2 separate regions of the Mus musculus genome follow, and region 1 is linked to region 2. Evidence: chromatin contacts called from public promoter capture Hi-C data. All regions are on one chromosome and are shown on one strand. The core of a region is the stretch at or near the end of the contact, and the rest is flanking DNA. Distances in the headings are between cores, read along the strand shown. Region 1 overlaps Agps (alkylglycerone phosphate synthase). Region 2 holds the start of Hoxd3 (homeobox D3).

Region 1 (3,984 bases), core at 1,250-3,749, 1.2 Mb after region 2:
TCATTTGCTGGGGTTACAGGCAGGCAATGCTGGTAGTTGATTGTACTTTAGAAGAACCTATGAGGCTGTTTAATTGAAGTAATATTCCTAACATTGTTCTTGGTTTGCTTTTCAAGCCTAAGTTCTCAGGGTTTTTATTAATACTTCCGTTGAGAGGAATATCAGATAAATTTCACGAGAGACAGTAGCTCTTACCAGTATCCAGTATTTTACATGAACTCTTTCAAAATGCTTCGTATTCTGTTTAAGAAATGAAAAACTACAGTTTTCTTTTTTGTATTAAATCTAAACCCAGTTGTAGAGAAAACTAATTTTGGGTTGTAGATTATTAAGAGCTTAATAAGTCAAACAAGTACTTGATAGACCACTGCAGTGTGTAGTTTACTTTTTTTTCCCTAAAGATTTTTTAAGGGACAATGATTGTGCATACAACTAACATGCTTACTGCATGAGTTATTATGTAGCATATTATGTTTTTAAATTTCTTTGTAACTTAAGTGTCCTTTGAAGCTCATAAGTTGCATAGCTTTTATGTAAGTGCTAAGAAGACTGGTATCTTAGTCTTTGTGGCTACAGTAGAACTCACAAAAAGTTTCTTTAATAGACGTATAGGCTTAAAAATACAATTAAGTCATGATACTAGTATCTAATTATTAGAAAAATGTTGAAAATTATTATATTTATCCTCAGTGTACAAATCACTAAAAGATGTGAGAATTCTGAAGGTCATCACAACTTATGGCTTAGCTCACTATTTAATAAGTAGTATTATTATAAAGGTATAATTTATTATAAATGAGTGTGTGTGCAAGTACAGACATAGATGTAACGGGTGTGTGGAATTTATATTGCGCATTGTATTAAACAGGTGGTTCATATGAAAATGGTAACACCTAGAGGTGTAATAGAGAAAAGCTCCCAAGGACCTCGTATGTCAACGGGCCCTGATATCCATCACTTCATTATGGGATCTGAAGGTTGGTGTATTTGTAAAGTTGTTAGGAAAATATGAAGTTAATGACTTCATTTTGTGAAAGTCTGTGATATCACACAGTCTGTGATATCTTTGAAAGAATGGTATGCTTTATATATGTAAAGAGTAATGAGTTTTTATGACTTACTATGTTTTAATTCATAAAGATTTTAATTCATAAGGGTTTTCTGAGAATGACTTACTCAGTTTTCTTCTACACTTTAGTCTTATATATTTCTAATGACAGTGTGATTTTTTTTGTTTGTTTTTATTTTCAAAATTTTTAGTGAATCTTAAAAACAGTGGTTAAATATTTTAACTTTGTATATTACAGTTAAATTCTATCAGGCTGACAAAGCATTTTCTTTCTCTCTTGTTTTCCTATAATTATGTGTTTTATTACTTAGTGTTGGATGATTTTAGAAACTGCTTTAAATTCCATTATTCGTGTATCTTTTAAACTTTTGTTTGTCATTTAAATTTTTATTTTGTAAGTAATATGCATTGTTTGCTTGCTAATATTGGATAGGCTAGAATGCCATTCTTCAGATCTTCCAAATGTGTAATTCCTTCTGTTTTGCAAGCTGTCGAGTAAACACAGAAGGGAATGGTATGAGTAAACTTGGGCCTGTTTTTCAGATTGTGGAATAGGAACATCCCTTAAATTTAGAGAAATATGATAAATTTAAACAAAGTGTTTCTAACTTAGCTAAAGAACTCATTGCTTACTTCAAAAGATGGTTTGAGTTGAACAGATAGAGTTTGGAAACATTTAGTGTTATATTCAGAAATGAAAGAACACTTATAATAACTGTTGTTCCTACTCTGCTTGGGGTGGTGGGTAGGAAGTTGGAGGGCAGTGAGGAGACTTCTGCAGTGAGCAAGATGAAAAACCAACTGACTTCTCATTGAGCAGCTCATTTAAGTGGGGGGTGGGGGGACAAAGGCCATTTAAATCCTTTGGGGAGTGGGTAGAGGCTTTGGGGTGAATGTATATCTTTGGGTGGGGCCAAGGTGGTGGGAATGCCTGGGAATGACTTATTTGAAGAATCCCAGGTGCTTGCTGGAGTTAGGGTTTTTCTGCTGTGAACAGACACCATAACCAGTCAGCTCTTATAAGGACAACATTTAATTGGGGCTGGCTTACAGGTTCAGAGGTTCAGTCCATTATCATCAAGGCAGGAACATGGCAGCAGTCAGGCAGGCATGTTCTACTCCTTCATCTGAAGGCTGCTAGCACAATACTGGCTCTTAGTCAGCTAGGACAAGGGTATTAAAGCCTACACCCAAGAGGCTACACCTACTCTAACAAGGCCACACCTCCCAACAGTGCCCCTCCCTGGGCCAAGCATGTACAAGCCATCACACTGGAATGTGACCTTATGAGGAGAAAAGAAGTTTAACCTGTAACCAGGCCACCAGGCTACTTGATTACCTCAAGGTTGGCAGATGTAGGGCTTGTAAGGCTATGTGAGCAGGGACATGGAGGCCCAGAACAAGGCGGAAATGGTCCAACTTCTGGCAGGCTCAAGATGAGATTTTAGACAAGCCTTGACCGCACTCTTGTTCCAGGCAGCCCCACCCCCACCCACTTTGCAGTGCTTTTCAGCCTCACAAATAATTAAGGCATTCATGCATTGGTGTTTGGTTTAGGACCTGGGACTGGGGACTGAGGTGCATATTTTACATATCAAAGCAGACCTGTCTTCCAGGTTCTCCCAGCATCCCTTAGTTCCTGCTCCCAACCTTGAAAATTTCAGCTGAGAGGTTCTTCTCTATATAATCCAGATATTTTGGTCTCTTTCTTACTCTCTCCCCTCTCTCTTCTTTGCACATACCCCCTTTCTCTCTTTCTTCCCCTTCCCCTTCTTCCTTGGCTTTCATCTTTAGGGCCAGTGCCTTTAATATATTCTAACTCAGCTTGAATTGGTTCATTTCATTGGTAAAGAAGTAACCTATCAATCAGTTCTGATCTTTGACAGTAACAACAAAGAAAGAACAAACAACAATGTCTGCTAATGACATGGTAGAGATCATATCAAGTATTTGATGATAGATTAGCTATTTGTGATGGTGGTGGTGGTAGCTGTGGGGGTTGGTTTATGTGTACAGGTAGGTAGGTGTGTCTGGGTGTGTAGGTGATAGGTTGTGGGTAGGTGGGTGCGTGAGTACCTTTGCTTTGTGTGTATGCTTGAGGGTGAACACATGTGTGCACACAGTCTCCTTGCTTCATCAGTATTGCTCTTCTTGATTCATACCATTTTCTTCTTTGTAGTTCTTCTTTTTTTTTTTTTTTTTTTTTTTTTGAGACAGGGTCTTTATTATGTAGTTCTGATTGTCTTAGAACTTGTATGAAGACCAGTCTGGCCTCAAGCTCAGATCTGCGTGACTCTGTCTCCTGCGTGCTAGGATTAAAGGCGTGCACTACCATGCCTGACTTGCTTCTTAGCCCTTTTCACAATTCCTTATAGGTATGTGGTCCTCTCTAGGACCTGTATAGGATTATGATTTTATATAATATTTTGGCACTATTGTTGTATGAAGGTCTTTTGTATGTATTTTCTTTGTCCCTTAAATTGCTGTACTTTATTTTTTTTAATCTTCCTGTGCTCCTGTTTTTTTGGTTTTTGTTTATTTATTTGTCTGCTTGTTTTTAGAGGGTCTTACCCTTCAGCCTAGGCTGGCTTGGCATTTACTGTGTGGCTCTGAATGGTCTTAAATTTATAATCCTCTTGACTCAGTTTTCCAGATGCTGGGATTTCAGGTGTTAGCCATTGACCCCTCTGCCCTCAGCTCTGTTGTGTGGTCAACTGCTTAAGCATCCCTTCAGTCCTTCTCACACTTGCAGTCCTTTAGTGTTGAGAACTACAGTAGGTCGAAGGGAAGCTTTTCTTTTTATCTTTGCTTAGAGGTAATTTAAAGTTTATAGGGCATTTTGTTTTATTTATTTAATCTTTTTTTTTTCCTAAAATTGAAGTCATAGGCCTTGTACAGGGAGGACAGGGAGAGGA
Region 2 (4,251 bases), core at 324-2,823:
GTTCATGAGAACTTTCTCTTAGGATACAAATGACCTGCACAAAGGGGCGCTATGCTTCAGTTCATCTCCACTAGTAACTTAGAGCTCCAACATCTAATGCGGATACTCAGAAACACCTTGCTAGACTGTTCTGAAAATGACTGAGCAGGATAGTGGTCCCTGTCAGGCAGGCTCTGGTCGCAGTGCTCCTGAGAGGAACCTGCAATACCATTGACTTTCAGGTGAGCTCCCCAGAGAGCTTCCCACTGACAATACAAAGGTGATACCACTCCAACCTTTGAGGAATTTTTTTTTTCCTAGATTGTTCTTTTCAAGAACAGATAAAACTCCTTCCCTTCCCAGAGCTGCATTGAGCGTTTTTCAATGGTCAAACATGGAGGCCAGGGGCTGAAATGATTGAAGAAAGAGCAGAGAGGACTAGTACTAACTTCCCCAATAAGCAAGAATTGATCGAGGACCTAAAGTGAGGGATGGGGGGGGGGGGGAATTTCCTTTCTGTGGCAATAGATTAAAAGCCCAATCGTGGGTGCTCAAAATGGTATTTCAGAGAGGTAGACAAGTATCCCAAACCATTCACAGCCTTTGGGATGAGTGGTTGCTCCCCCACCACAGAAACACGTAGGAGGCGGGAGGGACCCTAATTTAAGTTGGAGCCAAGTGGCAAATGAATGTGCTCTCTTGGCCTAAACAGCCCCGTTTTCTGGGTAAAGTATTGGGATGTGGCTTTCCTGAAATGAGCGGGTAAAAACTGAGAGTGCCTGCTTTCCTTCTGGACAAGTGTTTTTTTGTGAGGGAGAGGAAGAGAGTAGCCAAGTGACCAACGTTGGGGGGGGGGGCAGACTTGGGACTGGGGGAGGCGCTGTGGGATGACATCCCCGGAGCTTAAGCACTGCCTGGTCTCATTTCCCTCCCACATGGCGGCCAATTGCACAGACGTTTTGAGCCAAACAAAACCAAAAATGCCCAGTAATTCCTAGAAAAGGTGTGGTGCGTGCGCGCGTGCGTGTGTGTGTGTGTGTGTGTGTGTGTGTGTGTGTGTGTGTGTGTGAAAGAGGGGGGGGGAGGCACAGAGACAGACAGAGACAGAACGAGAGAGAACTGACACACAGAGAGGAGAGAGAGAGAGAGAGAGAGAGAGAGAGAGAGAGAGAGAGAGAGAGAAGAGAGGAAAGGGATTCCGAAGAGAAAGGAAAAGAAAAGAAGATAAAAAGAGGAGAGGTAGTAAGGAGAGAGAGAGAGAGAGAGAGAGAGAGAGAGAGAGAGAGAGAGAGAGAGGAGAGAGAGGAGAGAGAGAGAGAAAGAGAAGAGGAAAAACATGGCGCTCGCGAGCTGTATGTGCAAAATCCGCAAGGAATTGCAGTAAATTCCTTTTTGTTTGAAGAAAATTTACAACTTGGTAATAGACCTTTTTATGACCTATTTGCGGTCGTCATTGGCTGCGGCTGGTCATGTGCAGGCGCCGCTCGCCTTCACGGCCTTTTTCCTGATTTCCCAGGCGAATTTGCCCCCGCATTCTGCTTTCCCAGAGCCTCACCCCCTCTTTTTCTAACCTTTGTCTCTGCAGAGGTGGGCTCTAGTCGCCGGCTGCGGGATCGCGTGGTCCGCAGCGGCCTGGGCTCCCGCCGCGACTCCACCGCAGCTCGCCCCCGGTCGCGATTGCGGCCGCTTCCAGAGCCGGCGGGGAGCCCGGAAGGAGCCCCGGGCGCCGAGCCACCAGCCGCCTCTCACACTCCAGCAGGGAGCCGACCGCCTGCTTCAACCCTGGTCCCGAGCTTCCTACCCGATCCCTCCAGCAACATGAGCCCAAACCTGCCGAGGATGGTGAGCGCAGCCGGGCAGCGCCGGATGGATTCCAGCCACAGTCCGGGCCGACCGCCCGCAGTTCGGCACCCTCCGGGTAAGAGCCACCCTGCTGGCGCAGGAGCTGCCCGCTCCACCGCCTCGGGCAATGGGTGCCACTTCCCCAGCTCCCCGCGTTATTCAAGAACCTGGGGATCGCTCTCTGCATCCTCGTCCCTAAAGTATGTCCCTTGGGGCTCGAGGTAGGGTCCTGCTAGGCTCAAAAGTGCATTGGGGACTCCTTCGTGTCTCTCACCTCACCCCACCCCCTCAGAGATCCCTTGACTTGGAAACCCGCAGATCCCGAGCTCCCCTCCCCCAATCCGCCCTGTGAAGAAGAATGTGAAAATGGTTTCTGGACTCCTCAGCTTGGCTGGGGCTGGGGGGTGAGGGGTGGGGTCAGTAAAGGTTTCGTATGGTATAGAATACCGTGTTTCTGTGGTTTGATGGTGGTCAGAACTACCCTAGGTTAACAGGTGTTTTTCGAGGGTTGGGTCGTGGGTGGGGGTGGGGAGACTTCGGTGTATTCAGGATGTCTTTCATGGGTGAGGCCAATTTTTAGGATCTATATTTTATTGGGCCTTGTGTATAAAGACGCTTTAATTATTTAAAAACATTTCTCTAATTCTTAAGGGGAAAATGGTAATAATAACCCAAGCTAGGTTCTTCCTGCATCTGATAATGTGTCAGGTGAATTTGGACTATTTTATGTCACAAATGGATGTTTGCTATGGGAAGTAATATCAGAAAATCTGGTACAGGTTTTAGGATAAACCCAATAGATATTTGAGAAATGTGAGGCATTTCGGCGTTCAAACATCGCGTGTGTTTCTCATTTGTCAGAGTAATGAAAGAGTAGATCTTTTTGCTTTCCAAATGCGTTGTGTTTTTTTTTCCATTTTCCAATAAACACCATACTGCAATATTTCCCTTATTTCGAAACTACTGAACCAAACACACAGGAAAAAAAAAGAAAGAAAGAAAAAGAAAATCTTTGCAGAACATAATGTTGTTTCACTCCCCAAAATTTTGGATGGCATTTGACGATGCACTTTGAAACCCCTATTTCCTGTTCCTTCAGGAACACATAGGGAAACATTGAAACCTTAGACAATCTGCCGCATTGCGCATAAGACTGCACATGGCGGTGGGCCATAGTCCCCAACGTGCTTATCGACAAATCCTTATTGTTTGCCCAGATATTCCAGTATAACAGTGTTGGCTGTACAAATACTTGTGAACAATAGGTGATATGTTTGTAGAAAGGTGTTTTTAGTAATTAAGGATGGAATCACTCTCATTTCAAAATGGAGGACCAGTTGATGTCTGCAGAATTGTTCTGGGTCGGTAACTCAGAGGGCTCACTGTCTCTGGAGTGGGTTTTTGTTTCTTATTTTATTTTTATTCGGAGCGTCTGTATCTTGTAAGCAGTTCCCTATTACACATTGATGACGCTGAGAGTAAGAGGAAACATTCCCTTTGGAAAAACAAGCTCCTTGACTGCGTCCATAGGCCCTGCAGCTAGCTAGGTTCATTGAAGTTGGGTGGGGCTCAAAGACTTGATGGCCTGAGTCTGGGTGGGGCTGGGGGTGGACTTGGAGTTCTGAGGCTGGGTGGGGCTGGGGTGGGCTGGATGCTCGGCTGGCCAAGTTGTAGGTTTGGGGTTTCAGCTGCTTTTTCCTGGGTTTGGTGGCCCAGCGTGTTTCGGTGAAGAACGTGGTTCTGATTACACAGAGGAAGGTGGTGCCAGGTGCAAACATGGAGGATGTAGGGTATCATTGTGAGCCTCGTGGTGATATTCAAAGCTTATTGGAAAGAAACGGTTGGTTGCCACTTGAGAAATAAACGTTTGGGAAGTCGCACATTTTCTCTACAAGGAAAGGCTAAGAGGCTGACACCGCCATAACTGCCTTCATTGTCTCTGTGAACCTAACAACAAAAAATAAACAAAAAAGGAAAGAAAACCGGAGAGAAAAAGAAACGAAATTTAAAGATTATTCGGAGCCTAAGACCTTAGAGGTTTCTGGGCAAAACTCCCAGCGTCCTGGGTCCAAACTTCTATTTATAGACTGGGGAGCCAATGTCCTGGCCTTGGTTTCTTCTTGGGTGGACACAAGAGCTGGGAGTGCAGTCTCTGGAAAGTCTAGGAAATAAAGCAAAGTTCGCTATTACAAACGTAGCCAAGAAAACTGGCTGAAAATCAACCGTCTTTTTCCTATCATATCTTTCTACTAATACGTATATTTTGCCAGAATTCTGTTCTCTGAGTCCAAGAGGCAGGGGAAACCGGAACAAAGACAGTATTTCACCCTGGGCTGGCAGGCAGCTGTTAGAGGTGTTTACGGCCTTGTCGCAGTGCGGCGGAGGCCAGTGAGGGTTTTCGGGGGCACAGGAAGCTGTGGAGAAGCAACC

Evidence for each region. Promoter capture Hi-C pulls out the DNA fragments that hold promoters and counts their contacts.
Region 1: a promoter capture Hi-C map of frontonasal cranial neural crest shows a contact between it and region 2, with 6 times the contacts expected there. The contact joins the enhancer-like site here to the promoter of Hoxd3 in region 2. A contact is called at or near these places in 8 of 39 promoter capture datasets (the C10 cell line, cranial neural crest, embryonic stem cells and 4 more), 3 of 484 Hi-C or Micro-C datasets (cerebral cortex, cortical neurons and palatal mesenchyme) and 1 of 115 datasets of contacts at active chromatin or transcription factors (embryonic stem cells).

Annotation. Positions count from the first base shown.
Region 1 is chr2:75,867,437-75,871,420 of GRCm38.p6, forward strand. It overlaps Agps (alkylglycerone phosphate synthase), which reads left to right. Exons shown (of 20, transcript NM_172666.3): 10 at 869-977. Among named protein-coding and RNA genes, the nearest start is that of Gm34861, 37 kb to the left of the region's middle. Within about 2 kb of position 2,500, at least 24 of the 459 cell types and tissues checked have an H3K27ac peak or open chromatin away from gene starts, as enhancers often do. A contact at or near this core is called in embryonic stem cells, where this site is marked.
Region 2 is chr2:74,710,420-74,714,670 of GRCm38.p6, forward strand. It overlaps Hoxd3 (homeobox D3), which reads left to right and starts at 1,574. Exons shown (of 3, transcript NM_010468.2): 1 at 1,574-1,897. It overlaps Gm38462 (predicted gene, 38462), which reads right to left and starts at 1,639. Exons shown (of 2, transcript NR_164327.1): 1 at 1,551-1,639. It overlaps Hoxd3os1 (homeobox D3, opposite strand 1), which reads right to left. Exons shown (of 3, transcript NR_027899.1): 2 at 3,852-3,982.